Regions from separate parts of the Pan troglodytes genome. Here region 1 is linked to region 2. The links are chromatin contacts, called in public Hi-C maps. All regions are on one chromosome and are shown on one strand. The core of a region is the stretch at or near the end of the contact, and the rest is flanking DNA. Distances in the headings are between cores, read along the strand shown.

Region 1 (3,866 bases), core at 667-3,166, 96 kb before region 2:
GCCCCTGTCCTGTCCATCCTTCAAGCTCAGGTCAGTTGCTGCTCCTTGTGCCTGACACCTCTCATTGAACACCATCTTCTCTCCTGGTAATTACCCATTTGCTCTTGGTTTAGAGATGGTGGTGCACACATTCCATCCCCCACAGGAGACAGTGGGGTTCTTAAAGGAGAGACCGCCCAAGGCCCACTTGGTGCACACAGACCCGTGGGAAAGGATTTACGTATGTGGGTGGAGTGACTGTCACATAATTAATAACTGAGTCTATGAGTGAATATGCTCAGAAATCAGTGATTCAATGAATCAATAATGAAAAGCTTTCTAAATGTGTGGCTTACGTCATGAATGAATGATGGGTTGATTGAATAGGACACTGCCTAGATTTAGGGTCCTGAGACTGTATATGTGTCTTTGCCAACAGCAAAATATTTTATTACATAGATGATCGAGAATAATATTCAAAATATTTAACAAACAGTACACCATGGGCACCAACCGCTCAGGATGGACGCCTCCATAGGCTGGGTCAGGCAGAGGGTCTCCCGTTGGGCCCCTTCAGTGCCAGATCCTGGGAGGCTGGGGGCGTGTCCCGGGAGAAAACTAACATGGCGGAGGGCACAGGCGGCACTTGAGAAGCTCGCGCACAGCCCCTTAACCTTGCGGGAGCATGTCAGTGTGGCGCACCTGCTGGCGGATGCAGGCCTGCATGTGGAGTTTTCTGAGCATATCCACGGCCAGCCCTGGGCTGAGCTTGACTTGCAGGAGCTCATTCCATCCTCAAAGAGCACCATTGAGGTTGGGACTACCGTTGTCCCATGTTACAGTGAGGCACAAGAGGTCGCACAGCGAGTAAGTGGCGGAACCACGATCTGGCCCAGGACTGCCTAGCAACTGCTGGGCAGCCTCTCCGCGCAGCGTGAGGCCCCAGAAGCCCGGCCTGCGGTTCGCCTGCGCGCGCTACCTGCGCAGGTGCTGGGCGGGGCCGGCAGTGGGCCTGGTCTTTCCGGGCCCGGGATTGGTGGAGGCTCCGGGGCTGACAAGGCGTGGCCGGAGGCTCGGCCCTCCCCAGTTTCCTGCTCTCCCGAGCCGGGTGGCTCGCCCTGATGCCGAGCCCGGCGGTCACGGGAGAGAAGGTGGCTGTCAGGCATTCCCCTGACGCCGCGACCGCGCCACGGACGGCGTTTTCCAGGCGCAGTTGCCACTGTCCACTTGCCACTGACCAGCCGTGGGACTTCGGGCAAGATGTCACCTCTCCGAGCTAATTTTCCCCATCTACGAAATGGGATGAGGACGACGTGCATGGCCTTTCCGGCCTGGTGTGCAGATTAAAGAAACACCTATATGCAGGGACCTGGACATTTACTGTCACTCTTCTACATTGTTGGAAGCCCTGGGCAGTCAGGAAAGGCCACAAGTGGCAGGGGTCGGTGGACCCTTGCGCCTCTCTGTCCCAGTGGGGGCAGAGTGGGGAGCTTGGCTGGGTCCCGCGCCCCCGGCACTGCGCTGCGCCCCAGCCTCCTGCTGCCACCCCCAGCCCTCCGAACTCCTCCAAAGGCCGAATCATTTCTCCTTCCTTTTCGCTTTTAATCACAAAATAATTTTGGTGCCCAGAAGCCTTCCTCTCGGAGGAACATTTGTGCGGGATGATATCAGCCTAATTAAGCCTTCAGCTTCGGGGCTTGATTTCTTTCCCCCCAGATCCCGGCGCTCCCTGCCAAGCAGCCCTAGCCGGCCAGGCGGCCGGCTACCTGCACTTGCCGGGTTCTGGAGCCTTCAGGGCCCGTGCGCCCCCCTGCCCCCGCGCCGTGATTGATATCTTGATTAGGCGCCAGGAGTTGGCGGACCAGGTGTTATCTCGGCGCGGGCTGGAGGCGGCGCGCTCTGCGAACCCGGCCCTGAAAGGCGCAGGCATGTTCCGCGGCAGCAATGAGCCTTTGTTTGCCTTGGCAGCGCCGCGGCCTCCCTGGGGCCGGCCCCATAAAGGGTTTCTGTTCGGGCTGGAGGACTCATTGTCAAAAAATTGTCCCTCGAAAAATTAGCATGGTACAGTGGAGAAAGCGGAACGCCCGGCAAATGACAGCTGCTGGCCCCAGACAAGGTCCAGAAAGCGGAGTTTTGCGGGGTGCCCGCTCCCAGAGGCACCCCTCGCTCCAGGCCTGGAGAGGGACGGAGGGGTGGCAGAAGGGGCCGGCAGGGCAAGGGCAGGCAGGGGTCAGATGGGGAGTGCAGCTGGAATTGGGGTTGATGGCTTACCTTCCCTAAAAGGTGGGGCATCTCCCAGGGGCCAGGAGGCCAGGTCTTTGGTATGGGGTGTTGGAGGGCTTCTGAGCCAGTGTCAGGCCCAGAGGGGCAGCTGGGTTGAAGAAGCGGGGTGAGGTGAGAGGGGGGAAGAAAGAGAGAGAGAGAGAGGGAGAGCCTAAAGGTTATGTGGTTAATTGAACATCAACAGCCACAGATACGATTATGCCCCTTTGTGTCTTTCTCCCAGTGTGTTGATGGAAAAGTAACTAGATTAAAAGCGCCGGGAGCTGGGGTTGGAGGGGCCGGGCAGTGGGGGGAGAGCCCTTCTGAATGCCGACCCGGGGCTCCCGCAGTCCCAGCAAGAAGGGAAAACAGTCAATTAGAGAGGAGAGAAAAGATGGAGTGAGCTGTGGCTTGGCATTTGCATAAAGGCTGGGGCCCAAAGCTGCCACCCTTCGAGAGGGGGGCAGGGGTTCCCAGGAGAGAGGTTGGGAGTGTCATGGGGGTGAGGCACATGGTAACTGTTGAAAGTCTCCGCCCGAGGCCCCTATGCACACACTGCACATGAAGCAGAAGTAAGGGTTACTGGGTGTGTGTATGGAGCATATTGACGTCTGCGCGTGCGTATTCTTGTCATATCTGTGAAGTTGCGGACATCCACATTTCAAGTGGATTGCACCTGTATAGCTTGTGTTGGCCTAACTCTCTGTGTTGTGACCATGTGCACAGATTTATGTAGGTGTGAAAAGACAGTGGGGAAAATCCCATGGGGCCTCTCTGATGGAGCCCAGGAGCATGGCTGGGTCAGGGGGATGTGGATTTGCTGACTCGATCCCACCAGCACAGGCAGGCCATGGCCTCGAGGTTCCCTGTGGCCCTAAGGAGCCTGGACCTGGAACTAGCCCCCAGGCTCACTGGGTACCTAAGCTGCCTGGAAAATCTTCCCAATCTTTCCAGTCCCCTATTTCCATTAGGCCCTGACCCCCTAACCTAGACCCTGTCAAACAACCTCATCTCTGAACAGGCAGGTTTTAGGCTGAAAAGACAGAATCCTACCAACCTGAGATCCAGTGCCAGCTCCGGCTTCATGACCTCACACGCATAACCTCACTCACACACAGCCCAGAACCCAGGGAGCCTGTGCTCTCGGAGAGACTGTCCCCTCACGAGGAGACAATGCCATCCAATTATAGGTCTGTTTTAGGGCTTCAGTGAGATCCTGTACTGAAGTGGGAGGGAGTCCATACTACAGCCCAGCTTGCCTGGGACCGCCCAGGTTACGCCTGGGGTCCTGCATTATTATTCATAGTGCCCCACACTCTCAAACATGTCCCGCTTTGGATTACAAATTATATGGCTACCCCAAATATAAGTGGGCCGCAGTAACTCTTCTTCTCTCCCCTTCCTCCTTGCCTTCCCTCTTTGATTGTCTGATTGACGCACTGCTCCACTACTCCAACCCTCTCTGCACTCCTGGAATGAAACTCCTGGAGTTCCCTGATGTCCGTCACACCATGTGCAACAGTAGTAGTAGTTAATGCGCAACAGACACTCAGTGGCTTAACGGCTGTCCGGGAATAGAGCTGCCTCAGCGACTCTGGGTGCAGCGGACTGCCCTCTGACCACTG
Region 2 (3,908 bases), core at 83-2,582:
TCCGAAAGATTTTTCTCTCCCTGATTTTTATATTTAGACAGTGTTAGAAATTTGCAATCTGGGGCCGGGGGGGGCGGATTCCAGAAAGGAGCCATACCCTTTGTTAACTACGACTCTGCCTCTCGGGCGAGGGGTCTGCTGCAGCTGCCAGGCAAGCCGAAAGGCACGGGGCTGTCCCCGAGCCGCGGCTTTCTCTGTGTAAATGATGGACCTGTTGAGAAGCCTGCCTTCCGCCCGATTCCGGTGCCCACACAATCGGAAGAGAGGTTGCCTAGCTCTCCCCAGCGAGGCTTCAGCAATCCTGGCAAGCCCACGCCGCCGGTGATGGAAGCGGCCCCAGGGGCCTCTCACGCAGGCACACACACACACAGACACACACACAGATACACACACACTCTCTCTCCTCCGGCCCACGTATATCAACAAGCACACACATCTCCATCCACACTGCTAAGCCTACACTCCGATCGTGGGAAACAAAAACATTAAGCAATCACCAAGCAAGTGCCCGCAGAGCCAGGGCCGCGCGCATCTGCCGGGAGGGGGACGCGCGCCCAGAGGCGCTGGGGCCCGATTCCGGAGAGCAGGGGTGGAGGGCCAGGCGCTCGGCGGCGGGGGGTTGAGGCAGCAGGCAAGGGTCTGCGGCCTGGGGGAAGAGGACTGCAACCCGGGCGGAGCGCGCAGGGCCACGGCCGAAGGAGCTCTGCCGGGAGTCCAGGCTGCCCCAGGGCGCGCGGGCTGCGGTGGCGGCGGCGGCAGCCGGAGCTAGCAAGGAAAGGGAGAGCGGGAGCGAGCGGGGACCGCGGCAGACAGCCGGAGGGCCGGACCCACCTGTCTCGGCGAAGCTGATGATTTCGGAAACGCGCTCCTGGCCGTCGGCGCCCGGGCTGGCGTGGCCGTCGAGGTGCGGGATCTCCACGCGGCCGTCCTCGCGCACCTTGCCCGCGTGCAGCTTGCGCAGGGCCGTGACCATGGCGGCCTTAGGCACGGCGTGCGTGATGTTGGGCCGGCCCCGCATCTGCAGGCGGCTCAAGATGTGCCGCTTCACCGCCTCCAGGAAGTCGCCGTCCACTCGGCCGAGCTCCTCTGGCCGCCGGAAGCCGCCGCACGACGTACAGGTGTCCTGCGAGCCACCCGGGGCTCCGGGTGGCGGGGGTGGCGGCGGCGCGGCAGGCGACGGCGGGGGCGTGGGTGAGCCCCAGGCCTCAGGCCCCAGCCAGCCGACCGCCAGCAGCAGAAGGCAGGCGGCCCCCAGCGCCCGACCGGGCAGCCCGTCCATGGTGCGCCGCTGGCGACGAGGGCGCCCGCCGGGAGGCGAGCCGAATCGAGCCGAGCGCAGGGCCGGGCTCCGGGCTCCGGGCGCGCCGCCCCGCCCCGCCCCCGCCCGCGCCCGCGCCCGCGCCCGCCCGGGCCTCCGCCCGCCCGCCCGCCGGGAGGGCTGCCGCCGGCTCACAGGGGGAGGGGGCCGGCCGGGCCTCGGGGGTTCCCGCGCGGCAGGGAAGGGGCGCCGAGGGCCCCGGGGGCCCGAGGGGCGCGCCGGGCGGGGCGGAGGTCGCGGGTCACTGCCGCACGGGCGTCTCGGGGCGCCTCGGCATCTGCAGCCTTCTCCCCATCCTTTCCGCGTCGGGGGCCCCGCAGCCCTGGTTCGGGTGAAGCGAAAGCAGCGGCAGTGGGAGCGGCGGTTCGGCCGGCGGCTGGGGAAGGTGGCGAAAGAGCGGGTCCACGCAACTTGGCTGAGACGGAAGCGAAGGCGCTGGAGCCCCCCGGAGCGGAGCCGGGCGCGGCTTGGCGCGGCGCTGCGGCGGGCGCTGCGGCGGGGCCCCGCGCTCGCACCTGAGCGCCTCGCCCTCACTGCCTCGCGCCAGGAAGGGCCGCCGGCGGCGGAGACGGGCAGGTCGTCCTCGCCGCGGGCCGGCGGGCAGTGGCGCGGAGCAAGCTTGGTGCCCGGGAGAGCCGGCCGCGCGGGCCCGCTCACAGGCGGCGCCGAGCCCTCGGCCGCGGGCCTTGCAGTCCTCCCGGCGCGTCACACGGCAAAGTTGTCTCCAGGCTCCCTGGGCGCCGCATCCACGGGCGGGCGGCCGCAGCGCGCTTCGCCGGGGCCTCTGCTCCGCCCGCCTCCTCGCAGCCTCCCTCCCTCCTTCCCTCCGCCTGCCTGCACGGCCCGGCCGGGCGCGGGGCGCCGGGCGAGGAAGGCGAGGGGGAGGCAGGGCCCTTCTCGCCCCTGTCTCTTCTGCCTGCCGCGGCGGCGGCGAGGTCGGCTCGAGCGCCGAAAAGTCTCGCAGCGTCCCCGGGTGCAGTGCCCTCGCTCGCGCTCGCACTGGCACCCGCCGCAGGGCCGGGAGAGAGCGGGCGGGCGGCGGCGGCGTCCCCGCGCCGGGCCGCGGCACGGAGTGCGGAGCTCGCCGAGGAGGAGTTCTTCTCTTTGGCCTCTCTTCTTTTACTCTCCCCGTTTTTTCTCCCAAGGGGGAAAAAAGCCGCACAATCTCCGTATGTGCGCGCGCGTTGAGATAGACGTTGGCAGAAAAAAGGGGGGGAGGGAGGGTGTCGTCCTGCCCGTGCGAGAGGAGACGGTCCGTACCTCCCCGCTCGAGCTTCCCGGGGTGGGGGGAGGAGGAGAAAGCGGAATCTGTTCAGGTTGGGGCTGCCCGCTCCCCGCGCTCACCCCTGCTTCCCACCGCTTTTTTCCTTTCTGCCTTCGCGAGAAGGAGGGGCGAGCCGGCCCTCTCCCCTCCCCTCCTCTCCCCTCCCACCCCCCGCAATGCCGGGCTACTTTTGCTACCTCGAAACTTTCCCACCACGTGGGCGCCCCGGACCCTTGCCCCGCTGGGCGGCCTGCGGCACCGACGGGCTCCAGGCGCTGGACCCAGGCGCTCCTCCCGGCCCACTCCCCCCTCCCCGCCGCCGCGCAGGCCCTGCCTCTGTCCCAGCTGCCGCCCTCCCCAACCAGCAAAGGCGACTCCCGCCGCCGTGGCCGCCCCCGGCCCTCCCGGGGCGCTCCCTCGCGGCCGAGCCTGGCGAGGCGAGCGGGGTGCGGCGCGGCCTGGGATGCCAGAGGCAGGCTCCGCCGGCCGCTGCCGCTCTGGGGCTGCAGTGCCCTCACCCAGCTCCCCGGGCCGCCGTCGCACTGGCCGAGGCGTGGACCCTGCGGGCTGGAGGGCGGGAAGGCAGTAGCCACTGCAGGCCTGGCCAGCGGCTGCCTCTGCTGGGCCAGGAGGAACGCCCCGATTGTGCGGGATCCCAGGCGCGAGGCCCGGAGGCCACTGAGCCTCAGGGCTTGAGGGGCTGGCAGGGTCTACAGTACCCCACCCCCACCCCCAGGGAATCCCCACTTTCGCCAGCAAACTTTGGCTTCACTCAGACCCGGGTTCTACTGGGGCTCAGCCACTGCCAGCTTTGCAGGAGTGACCTTGGATAGAGTCCTCACCTTTCCTATCGCCTACCTCTTCTTCTGTGAAGGGACAGTAACACCTGTATCACAGGGGCTGGGTGGGAGGCCCAGCGAGGCAACTGGGCCAGGCTCTTCACACAACCCGATAAAGGATGGTTCTAGGGTCACCGTTCTCAGGCCACCGGACAAGGAACACTGTCAGTGGAAACTTGACTTTCAGACCCGTCCGGGGCCCCAAGTGCAATGCGCTCCTCTGTCCTTCTTCACGCCCCCACCCGGGTCTGGGGCCGCATGACAATGCCCACAGGACACGGAGCCGTACCCCGTTCCCTCGCAACGGGCTAGACTCAAGGCAGAAGCACGATGGGAGTTCATCCTGGCTTTCCCAGGATATTGGGGAATCGGGGACGTCGGAGGCGGAGCGTGGCCTCCTGCCCCCGCCTCCCACCGCCAGTCTCTCGGGCCAGCCCTGCCACCGTGGAGCTCGGCCGGGACCGCAGGCCCGCGGCGGCCTGCAAGT

What was found. Hi-C and Micro-C count contacts between places; a contact is called where the count stands out from the background.
Region 1: a contact with region 2 is called in a Hi-C map of stem cell-derived neural progenitor cells, with 1.6 times the contacts expected there. The contact joins the enhancer-like site here to the promoter of INHBB in region 2. A contact is called at or near these places in 4 of 7 Hi-C or Micro-C datasets (blood, induced pluripotent stem cells and stem cell-derived neural progenitor cells) and 1 of 1 datasets of contacts at active chromatin or transcription factors (stem cell-derived excitatory neurons).

Annotation. Positions count from the first base shown.
Region 1 is chr13:21,123,146-21,127,011 of NHGRI_mPanTro3-v2.0_pri, reverse strand. No RefSeq gene overlaps it. Among named protein-coding and RNA genes, the nearest start is that of INHBB, 96 kb to the right of the region's middle. Within about 2 kb of position 1,916, at least 13 of the 24 cell types and tissues checked have an H3K27ac peak or open chromatin away from gene starts, as enhancers often do. A contact at or near this core is called in stem cell-derived neural progenitor cells, where this site is marked.
Region 2 is chr13:21,026,566-21,030,473 of NHGRI_mPanTro3-v2.0_pri, reverse strand. It overlaps INHBB (inhibin subunit beta B), which reads right to left and starts at 1,332. Exons shown (of 2, transcript XM_016949618.3): 1 at 832-1,332. The coding sequence starts at 1,279.